Linked DNA regions of Mus musculus: region 1 is linked to region 2. A link is a contact called in public Micro-C data. All regions are on one chromosome and are shown on one strand. Each heading gives the region's core, a stretch centred on a gene start, on an enhancer-like site or on the middle of the called end of the contact. The rest is flanking DNA. Distances are from core to core; before and after follow the strand shown.

Evidence for each region. A called contact is a pair of places that touch in the nucleus more often than the background predicts.
Region 1: a contact with region 2 is called in a Micro-C map of stem cell-derived motor neurons, with 2.6 times the contacts expected there. The contact joins two enhancer-like sites. A contact is called at or near these places in 1 of 15 datasets of contacts at CTCF or cohesin (embryonic stem cells), 13 of 484 Hi-C or Micro-C datasets (the G1E-ER4 cell line, the HPC-7 cell line, brain and 6 more) and 1 of 9 other capture datasets (embryonic stem cells).

What each region holds. Positions count from the first base shown.
Region 1 is chr6:93,846,100-93,851,807 of GRCm38.p6, reverse strand. The region is part of intron 2 of Magi1 (membrane associated guanylate kinase, WW and PDZ domain containing 1); the gene reads left to right. Among named protein-coding and RNA genes, the nearest start is that of Gm22840, 42 kb to the left of the region's middle. Within about 2 kb of position 2,342, at least 54 of the 459 cell types and tissues checked have an H3K27ac peak or open chromatin away from gene starts, as enhancers often do. A contact at or near this core is called in brain, embryonic stem cells and stem cell-derived motor neurons, where this site is marked.
Region 2 is chr6:93,755,174-93,760,946 of GRCm38.p6, reverse strand. It overlaps Magi1 (membrane associated guanylate kinase, WW and PDZ domain containing 1), which reads left to right. Exons shown (of 24, transcript NM_001029850.4): 8 at 182-239; 9 at 3,183-3,292. Among named protein-coding and RNA genes, the nearest start is that of Gm23035, 36 kb to the left of the region's middle. Within about 2 kb of position 3,081, at least 78 of the 459 cell types and tissues checked have an H3K27ac peak or open chromatin away from gene starts, as enhancers often do. A contact at or near this core is called in brain, embryonic stem cells and stem cell-derived motor neurons, where this site is marked.

The DNA of each region.
Region 1 (5,708 bases), core at 1,093-3,592, 92 kb before region 2:
CAGATTTTCTTAAAAGAGCACAGACATTGTCTTCAGAGCTCAGGACCAAGGGTCTTTTGCATCTGTGAAGGTGTCTTAATACTGAGCTACACTCCTAACTCTTGGGAGTTTTGAGATAGGAACTTACTGTATAGCTCAGAATATTGTCAAATCCATGATTCTCCTGCCTTTGCCTAAGAAAACATTCCTGATTTGTGCTTGAGTATCTTAAACAAACAAACAAACAAACCCAACAACACTAGTGCTTTTGTTCCTTGCCCTTCAGAGACTGAGGAACACTCAGGGCTTTTGAGGGCTTACTGCTATTCATCTCAAAGATGGAAGGAGGACGACCTCAGACTCAAATCATCATGGCCAAATTAATTAAAGCAAACGATAAGTTAAAGCAAGCTTTTAAACTTATGTACAGGAGCTACCTCCCATAAGACAGATTCAGAGAGGTCAGCACTGGGCATGAGGAAGGCAAGGCTTTTCTAGCTCAGGAATAGGGGGCTAGAATTTCCAAATGTGAAATTTGTCAGGCAACATAGGTAGAGTTATAGGAGGAGAACATAAGCATAGCAAACTATTCCTAACAACCTCCTGAAACAAAGACATGCTTGCAAGGAGGGCATAATAAGGTAATAAGACAGCAGGCAGTCATAGGTGGCCATATAGCCCTTTGGAAATGAAGGCAGGGTTGCAAGGTGGTCATAAACAACTTTTAAAAACAAAGACATGATTGCCATGCCTGGAACAGGCAGTACAGAAGCATTTGTAGTTAAGGTTACAGGTGGGGCATAGTATAATCCTTGTGAAACAGAGGTTTAGTCATAAACAGGAATGAACCGGGTTTGCCTTTACAGCTAAGATTTTTTTTAAGCCTAAAATGGAGGCAGGCTGGTTCTTCCTTCCACCACCGGGAACCATGAAGCTAAGCAGCACCTTGCTGCTGCTCTTCCTCGTCCTTCCCTCTCACAGCACACTGGTCGTTGTGTGCCATCAGCATGGCTACGTTTGCTGTTGCCCTGAGCAAGAAGCGAGAGGGTCAGTTCATCGGGAAAGGTGTGGTCGTACAGTGTGGATGAAACTCGGGGTAGATGAACGGAAGCCCTGAGAGGCAGAGCTGAAGGGCCTTGAGCTCTCCACTGCTCTCAGGAAGCTTCTGGAAATGCACTATGATGTCTGTTTGTTGGGGGAAAAAAGTGATAATTTTTATTTTTAGATCAATATCTACTATATCAAAACTCCTTGGTCAAAACACAGCTAGGGATGTAGCTCAGTTGGTAGAGTGCTTGTATAACATTCCCAAAGCCCTGGTGGGTTCAGCTTCTAGCTCTGGATATACCATGATTGATGGTACATCTCTAAGCCCAGGGGATACGGAAACAGGATGATCGGAAATTCAAGGTCAGCCTTTGTTACACTTTGAGTTTAAGGCCAACCTAGGCTACATGAGACCCTGCCCCCCAAACAAAAACAAAAGATCCTTTTTATTATAATACAGGTCCTTTTCAAAACAAATAAAAAATATATAGCTCTTTATATATTTTAGATTTATATCTAGTCTCCTATTTTTTAGCTATGGGATTCTCTTTCTTCTTGGTACTGTGCATATAGCAGTAAGCTTCACCAAGCTCCCCATTATGAAGCAGGGATATAGAAGTGGATCTGGGGAGGAATACCTCTAATCCCAGGAGGTAAAGGTGTGAGTCGGGAAATTAAGGCAGGTCTCATCTGCAGCACTGAGTTCGAAGCCAGCTTGTTCTGCATTAGATCCTGTTTCCTCTCAATTAGAAAAAAAAAAGGTAATATATAAACCCAAAAGAAATGTAAAATGCCAGTGGTGATGCATACTTCAGTGGAGCGTAATAAAGCAGCATGAGCTGATGGAATAAAGGGCACATTGCTATTTTAGATAAAGTGGTCCAGTAGCAAATACAAATTAAGAAGTCTTCTGTTGGTGGTGATGATTGCCTTAGCTACCGAGTGTCTGAGTCGGCCTGGCGTGTGGCTTCGGACTTCCCTCTGAGCCTATCTGATTGCCAAGCCCTTTCAGCCTGTGATTTGATCTGAATGTTGCCTTAGATTCGTGAGGAAGCAGAAACACATTTCCTTCATAACAGAATGTGCAGGGAGGCAGAGCTGCTGCCCTTATAGCGGGGGCTGATCCTGCTCTGTTTAGAACGCCTTGCCAGTGACCAAGAAGTCCTCTGTGTTTCTAATCCTAGAAGGAAAACATACTTGACAAAGTACTGATGAAACAGTGAGAGGGACATTTGGTGCATATGCTGTAGTTCTGTGAAGAGCCACCTGTCATGTCTTCAGAAAGTGCTCCATGCAGGGCAACCGATTCACATGCTAACTAGCTGCACACACCCCATCTGAAGCTGGGAAGGCCAATTCCTTTGTGTTTCCAGCAGCAGGCAAAGCAGTGCCCTGCTTTTCATCCCAAGTTGTGCTGCAGAGTTACTTAACATATGTTTCCTTACACTCCTGTTATTGAGCACATATGCTTTGGCCCACAATCACAAACTCAGAGACAGGTTAAAAGGACAGGGCCTCCCCAGGGGGTGGTATTCTTGTTCCCTAGAGAATGGTATTTTCTTTCAAATGGCCCCCTGGGAGCAGTGGAGAAAGTTCTGTTTGGTGGTAGTTTATGTGTGTGCATGTGTGCCTTGTTTCCCTGAGGGGGGAGGAGATAGTGAGGATGCAAGGGCAAAGGGAGAGAACATGGCTGTTTGGGGTTCATCTATATTGGACATAAATTGACGTTGGGCTATATTAGCTGAGATTATAGTCTCTAACAGATCTTGCTGATTGATGAGAACCACGTTGATGCAGTAATTATTTTTTTAGTCCAATTACACACTTCTTTTAGACACCGTTATATTTTATCTGCCATATCTGGGAGTGTCGCATTATGCATCTCCTTTCACGTGATTGATTTTTGAATGTATGTTTCAGAAAGTACTTGGCACACAAGAGAAATGTCTCAGGATTTGAGAGAGGGACAGATCAGAAAAAGGATGCTGCGTGCCCTTCAGCCTGACTAAAGGATAGCCCTTGGGTTTGTACCACATAAAGGATCATTCCTGACTGTGGTGTTTGTTGTCTGTTGAAGCTGTTACTCCCCTGGTTCCCAGCAGTGTCTCCTGGTTTTGACCCGTGTGTTAACTGAGAATGTAAATGGTCCTACTGTTTCTATGACAGTGAGTGACTGCTTCCTTTCATGTCACACTCCAGTGATTCTGCAGTGGAAGGAGAGGGTTTGGAAAGTTATTTTGGAAACATTTGAATCTGATGCCAATCACCTGAATTTGACTTTTCTTACAAAGCTTAGCCAGCCAGCCTTTGGAGACTCTCATTTAGAACCCACCCATCTTCACTGTTTCCATCCTATGTCTTCTTCTGAATGTTGAGCATTCAGCCATGGGGTGATGCAGGTGATGTAGTACAGTTTATAGAGAATGATGAGCATAGAACAGTAGACTGATGCTTATAGCAGATGCTACGGGAAGATGTAGAACATGATGACATGGTAGGGAAACACCAGAGGCTGGGTCTTCCTAAGAGGGTTGAGCATAGCTTTCAGGGGGAAACAATGTCTTTGTAGTATCACAGTAGGAGTGGACAGAAGAGGGCGGGAGCAAAGGCATGTTGGCCTCACTGTATGTGGCTGATTTATTTGTCAGGGACCAGGAGAGCTGGAGACAGCTTCAATACTGTTTCCGCTGGGGCAGCCTAGGGGCTTTCTTTAGAGGCTTCTACTTTGGTGAAGCCAGGATTCCTGGCTTCATCACAGAGAAGAATTTCAGAATGACTCAGTGTGAAGCAAGGCTGGAATCTAGCATGGATTTGATGCAGACATTAGAGCAGGAGAGATGTACCTTGGTGAAGGGCAGTATGTAGACACCAAGACATGGCTTTCGGTTCTCAAAAGAGAGCCTAACAGCTGGCCATGATGGGAGAGGCATGTAACCATGTAACCTAGCACTTGGCTGATGGAGGCAGAAGAATTAGCAGTTCAAGTTCAACTTTGTTTAACAGCATTGCAAGTTTAAGGCTCAGAGACAGACAGAGACAGCACTGATTTAAATACCTTGGCAATAGGGCCAAAAATGTATGTACCATTTGGGTAGCTTCTGAAATTACATTGTTAGGAGCATTTCTAAGAAACTTCATTTTTTTCTCTCTCTCCCATCTTCCAGCTATTCTCCCACTTTTTCTTTTTGTCTTTTTCTTTTTTTCTTCTCCCTCTTCAATAAATGAAATCATAGGGAGATTCTCAGATATAGGTTTCTAGCCCAAACAGGAGTAGAATTCGATTCAAAGGTACCCCCTATTTGAGACCTCATCTAGACTCCAGAGTGAGGGGCTTCTTTCCCTTGTCCCTAAGTTTTCGTTGTCTTCCTGTCCTGCCTCATACAACCCAGACAACACCTGGGTTTAAATGCATAACATCTGCACCTAAGGTTAGAGAATGTGGGTTGTGGTTCATTGTGTAGAGACAGAGGACGCCACTCCTGTGCTCTCCTCAGCAACACCCCGAATACCAATTCATTCTGGTGGTAGAAAAGAAAACTCACTGGATACTTGGTAAGAGCAAAAATAGCGCAGGCATTGGCCAGATCTCAGTGGCCAGAGCACATTAGGGGTTTATCCCAGGGTCTCTGTTCTGTCTTCTGATGTGTTGATGTCATAAGCCCAGCTTTGGTGGGAATGCGTTGTTTTTAGCAGCTCTATGCCCCAGTCCTTTAACCACAAGTTTCTTTTTCGCAGTGATTACAACTCACATCCTGCTATCAAATCCAGCCCAATTATCTGGGTCTTGTGGTCACTCCAGAACACTCTGACTAGAGGAGAGATGGTGCTGGACAGGGTCAGGCTGATGTGGGCCCTCATGGTCTGGGAGCTGGTTGCAGGGTTCCAGATCATGGAAACTAGAGTGAGGTGCTTTATGTGTGATGCACATCCCTGCCTACACTTTTCAAGGGATGGGCTTCTTTTGTAAACACCCAGAGCCTTTTGATTCCCCCGTCTTTGTAATGGTTGTGAAGAAGCCAGTCATCTCATTGTCATTTTTTTTGTAGATCCCCTGGAGAGAGGATCCTGCTTTCTTGTAGTTACCCAAAGAGTGAAATATATGGAAGATTCCAGACATAACAAGTCACATGTCCCCTGAGTAGCATGCTCTGAAGTCTCCCTTTGTCATGCTTTGTCCCAGCTACCATATAATCATCTCTTAGTCCAGTATATCCATGCTGTATGCCATATGCACCAGTTAGTCCCTTCATAGCTCGAGTGTTAGACTTACTGTGAATAGCACTTTAGTGCTTGTAAAAGAATGGTCACTTTACTTAGTAGTGGCCCCAAAGATGGTAATAACGGTGCTGACAACTGGGTATGACAAAGAGAAGCCCTAATGTGTTTCTTTCAAGTGGGTAAATATTATTGGCTTAATAAAAGATTCCTACAACCCCAGAGGTTCTAGGATTCTACACCAGAGTAAAACCTTTTGAACGAGACCTCATTTACATATTATAAATATTCTATTTCATTACTATCCATTATTGATTTTTATTATATTAATATAAGTATTAATATTTATTGTCTAATTGAGACATTAGACTTTATCATAATAATTTTAGTCATTTCTCAGGGCCTTAGACCATATCCTGTGTTGATGAGGGACTTTAAGTGATACAAGCACTTTTCCTATCATTTTA
Region 2 (5,773 bases), core at 1,832-4,331:
ATAGAGAGACATTTTCCATGTATAAAAGAACAAAGAAAAAGCAGTCAGTGCTTCTTTGCGTTAGAATACACAGTTTTAATTGTGTTCAAGATATTTGAGTGCGTCACCCTCCGCTGACTGACTCAGTGTCTGAGCTCCTGAATCAGCTCTCGTCCTGTGCTAATGGTCTTTTGTTTTTCAGAGTTGCCTGCTGGCTGGGAAAAGATTGAAGACCCTGTCTACGGTGTCTACTATGTAGAGTAAGTGTCCGTGGATATTCCACATATAGATTTTGCACTCCTGGGCCATTGTGTATATTATACGAAACACATCTTAGCATTGTTACAAGGTTCAGCATGATATTATTAATTTTATAATGGAAAGAGGAAGAGTTTAGTGAGTAAGCAAATATTCACCAAACCTGGAGAAATTCAGAAAGGAAGTCGGTATACATGGCTTTTGTTAACTTCCGAATCCCCAAGACCCAGTGTGCACCACAGGTTCTCAGCGAGTGGTAGTGAAGAGCTGGCTGCAGGAGAGCCGATTAAAAACTACAGAAAGCTTGTGCTTTTTCAGAGCAGCCTGACTGCTCTTATTTTGATGCCTAGGTCTGAACTTCATAGCAATTATTTATTCACTCTGCCATTCTAAAAGGGTTAGACAAATCTTAATAATTTATGAAACTTTGCCAAGAGTAAGAAGGAAGTGGAAAACTGGGATAAGATGCAGGGCCTGTTATCTGTCCCTCCTGGCCTCTCCCAGGATTCTCAGCCTGTAGTGTGATCTCTTTACTATAGACTTCATTCTAGCATTGGACATGTACTTTGTCATGTTACTAAAATCATTGATTAGCAGGATGCTAAAAAAAAATTTTAACAATAACCAAGAGGTAGAATACTGCAAACATCAATATCAACATATATCGCAGCTTTTCCTCTAAGGAAAGAGAGAAAACTGTAACAGTTCCTTTGAACAAGACAAGCACCATGTGAATTTTGTGTCATTATTGTCCTTCATGCCACAGTGAAGATAAAAGGCCTCCTTTCTCTTTCTCATGTTGCTGGCAATAAAAAGTCACTTGTATAATGCCCCAATAATAGGAACATATTATGTAAAAATGCCAGGCTGCAATAAGATGCCAGCGTCTTACTGTAAAGCAGTTGCAGGAGTTCAGTATAGCAAGTGCCCTTGACCAGTACAAGGCCTGATTCCCCTCTACAGAACAGGGAGAAACTTCAACATCAGATACAAGCAAAGTCATTTTTATTGACCTTCATAAAGTACACGTCCTTTGTGAGCTCTGAAGATCTTTTATATTGACAAACAGAGAGGCTGCTGCCAGGCAAGGCCGGGCTTGCATTGGTACTTAGCTAGCTTGTGCATTTAGTAAGAAAGGATGCAGCTGGGTACCACTATGAACCAAGAAGAAACCAGGTCCCGAAGTGGGAAGACAGAACTTACAAGGTTTGCTTCTCGGTCTTTTCATGGCAGATCCACAGGGCATGCTAGTGCTAGGCAATTTCTTACATGAGATTGTCTAAAGGAACAAAGAGGCAAATATCCTTTTAATAAGAATTAAAGATAATCTGTCCACCCTATTTGATAAACTATTCTTTAAAAGAAAAAGTCTCATTTTCAAAAGCAATACTTGATGTTTTAAATAGTAACGTAATAGGTATGCCCCCAAACTTCTAATGAACTGTTGTTTTGGCTAAAGGAGTACATACACGTGTACATACACACATATGTATATGTGAAACCATCTATATATACATGTATTTATACTTAGTATAAATACAAAATAAATAAGGCCATCACACAGAAACACTCATGTGGATGATGGGTGTATGTTGATGTGTGTGCGTTGTGGGGGTAAGTGCGTGTGCTTGCCCGGCCTTACTAGTGACAGAGTCATCTAAAATGTCTGGATCTTTGTCACTTTAAATACATTGCATTCACATAGTTTAACTACCTTAGAACTATCATTGCCTATAGGCTGTGAATTTGGTCTTTCCTCTTGGTCATTCATTGGGTTGCCATAATTGACAGATGTTAGTGGAGTCCTTTTGACTTCACCCTTAGGCTTCTCCATACCTTGCTATGTAAAGCCATTCAAGAGTTTTGCTATTGTAGACCACAGACAACATCCCAGCTCCAGTTGACTCTTAATTCTTAGTAATTCAGAGTGTACTTCTTGGTGAATTTAATGTACCCCCCCCCTCTCAGATGCTAGCTTTGAAATAGGGGTAGAGTCACTGGCTCAAGCCCTTGAATTCAAAAGCAAGCATAGCTGAGTGAGCATACTAGTTAATAATGCCACACAAAGAGAACTACACAGAGGCGTACTTCTCATCCCCACATGAAATACTATTGTGTCCACACTTACATGCTTCACATACTCAAGGTGAATTGTTGCTTGAAAAAAAAAATGGCATAGAAAACTTTAGAAAAAAATAAATAAAATTTAAGTTTCAAGTTGGGTGTCATTCAGGGCACGGTAAGGTCTCTTTCCTTGCTGCTCCATGGAGATTAGGCCACAAAGCACCCCTCATCCAGTGCAGCTAAGCTTTATGCACTGCCTGTCAATCAGTCACTTGGTGGCCAGCTCAGTTACAAGGTCAGCTGTCACAGTGTCATACACTGTCATACACTGTGTTCAAATGTCCCTTATTTAACTTCCTGATAGGCCCAGAGCACAAAGGTCACAGCGTGGGCAATTGGAACGTGCTGAAGAGGCAGGCAGAAGTTCCTTTAAGTGGCTAAGGAAATAAATCATATGTGGAAACTACTGAGGGCTACAGTGAATTGTTGCTGTTGATCTGTTGCTGTGCTTGTTTTATAAGTTAAACTGGGTCATAGGTGTGTACAGATGCAGAGGGAAAACCATATTCATATTGGATTGGACGCTATCCTGGGCTCCAGCATTCACTGGGGCTCTGGGAACAGGTTCCCTGTAAACAAGGGCTTTCCGCTGGTGAGTAAAGCTATTTGCCTCAGGACATTTGCTAGGGATTTCTAGTAAGATGCATTCCAACCACACCCTAGGTCTCACTGCACATACACAGCCATAATGGGAGCTGTGTTTATGTCTATCTGCATATCCACTCCAGACCCTCTGCTGTGCCTCAACTAATCGATTTGCCCGGCCTTTTCTTGCTAGAATGAGTATTTCCTCCCTGAGAACTGCTTTCCTTTCTTCCCAGCCACATCAACAGGAAGACGCAATATGAAAACCCAGTCCTAGAAGCCAAACGGAAGAAACAGCTTGAACAGCAGCAGCAACAGCAGCAGCCTCAGCCACCGCAGCCAGAAGGTTGGCTTCTTTGCTGGAGGCATTTCCCTGAGCTGGGAGTGTGGGGTAAAGCCTAGGCACTGTCACCCCCGTGTGGTCAGAGCTGGCCTTGATGATAGATTCTTTTCTCCTCTAGTCACCCCTCCCTCCAACAGCACACCCCAGCACACTGCAGAAGGGGGCGCCCCTGCATAGCGCTCAGACCTCTGCCTTGCTTTGGATGGAATTTAACTTGCGGAGCTGAGGGAATTTGGGCCCCTGCAGCATTTGCATGGTGATCCCTGTGTAACATTTAAGCAGAGTTTCTGGGCACTAGGCTCCTTTTTCACGTTAGAAACGCCGTACAGAAGGATCTGCATGCTTCTGGGAAGTCACAAATCATATTCTTTTATTTTTTTTTTATTTTATTTTGGTTTTTCAAGACAGGGTTCTCTGTGTAGCCCTGGCTGTCCTAGATCTCACTCTGTACACCAGGCTGGCCTCAAACTCAGAAATCCGCCTGCCTCTGCCTCCCAAGTACTGGGATTAAAGGCGTGTGCCACCACTGCCCCAAACAAATTCATATTCTTTAGAGAAATCAAAATAACCCAGGAAGAGGGGGGAACATTAAATCTTCCAGTGCTTGCCCCATCCCATTCTTAGGGGCTCACTGTGTAGAATTTTTCTGGTAAATAAAAATCACAAATACCAAAACCAAGAATAATTTTGTGAGTAAATATATTTCATTTGAGCAACTTTTTTTCACTTTTTATTTCTTAAACCTGCTTGAAGGTTTGAGTTGACTCATAGTTTTAATGGCTAAAAGATGTGCTACGTAATGAGTGTTTCTACTAATATGTAGCTATCCATTTATTAATATTTAAGGTTTTCCTAATTTTTCATTAAATCTTTCAGTGGTAGGCTTTATACCATCTAAGTATAATATCAATTATGTGAATATGAACTATAACACTTTTGTTCCCACGTTATATATAATACATATTATATGCTATATATTATTATATATTTAATTAATTTATATATTAAATATTTAACATAATTAATTTATATACTATATATTTTAAATGTGTATGGTGCTAGAAATTGTACTGAGGACCTCATCACACCAAGTATCTACCCAAGCAAGCACTGAGTCCTTGAACATAATCAAATATAGTCCTTAAACTATGGGAGTAGCCAAATGTTACTACTATAAATATATATAAACATCACAAATGTTTTAGCATTGATGTTACATAGTTCTTGTAATAACTACTCATCTTTATAGTGTAAAACAGATACAGATAATATATAAATATAGGCAATTCTGTGTGTCAATAAAACTTTATTCATGAACACCCATTTGAATCTCTAATTTTCGTGTATCAGAAAATACTCAATTTTAACCTTTTAAAAATGTGAAAGGCCAACATGGTTTACATAGTAAGTTCCAGGACAGCCAGAGCTACACAAAGAAACCCTGTCTCGAAAAATCCAAATAAATAAGTAGTAAGTGAATGAATGAATGAAAAGCATTTATGCCATGTACTTCTATAAGGCAGACATTGAGCCCAGTTTAGCTGGTAAACCATGCTTTACTCTCTACTACCCCTATGCACCAGCTGAAAAGTTCTCTGGCTTAATTCCCTTTTTAATTTAAGGATAACTTTTAAAAATATTTTTAAAGATATTTTTAAAGATAGTAGTCCCAGCAAATGTGGTTTGAGCTGTGGGCATATAGCTAAGGGAAGGTGACTGCTTTACATCTTAAAGATCACTCACTGCAAGATGTTACAGGCAGTAGCTTCCCTTTGAGTTTCAGAGACAACAGAAGTTAGTGCCGCAACAAAATAATGGCGTATATTTTCATCCAACTTACCAGGCAAGACAGGTAGGCTCTGCAGACCAGCGCACCCCTCACTGAGCCTTAAGAAGGTCCTTTCTCACATGGCTACCTTCAAGCAAATCCATACCTGAAAAAACAAAGGAAAAGAAAACCAAAATTTGGTTTTCACTTAAAACCTTTAAAGTCAGATTTTTACCAGTTGTGCCATATTTCTTTAATGAGAGAGAGAGAGAGAGAGAGAGAGAGAGAGAGAGAGAGAGAGAGAGAGAGAGATATTTCACTGACCTTACCACAAAGGGAGGGAGGGCTGCTGCTTTTGCTCACAGACTTAGTGAGGGTTTCCATTGTTGTGAAAGACAACATGAACAAGGCAACTCTTATAAAGGACAACATTTAATTGGATGGGGCTGGCTTACAGGTTCAGAGGTTCAGTCCATTATCATCATGACTGGAAACATGGCATCTTCCAGACAGATATGGTGCTAAAGAACTACATCTTGGCTTGAAGGCAATCAGAAAACTGGCATCCTCAGGAGGCTAGGAGGAAGCTCTCTTTGCCCACCTCCACAGCGACACACTTCCTCCAACAAGGCCACACCCCTTAATACTGCCACTCCCTGGGCCAAACATACTCAAACCACCACACCACCTACTTTTGATTCATTGGTCTGACTATT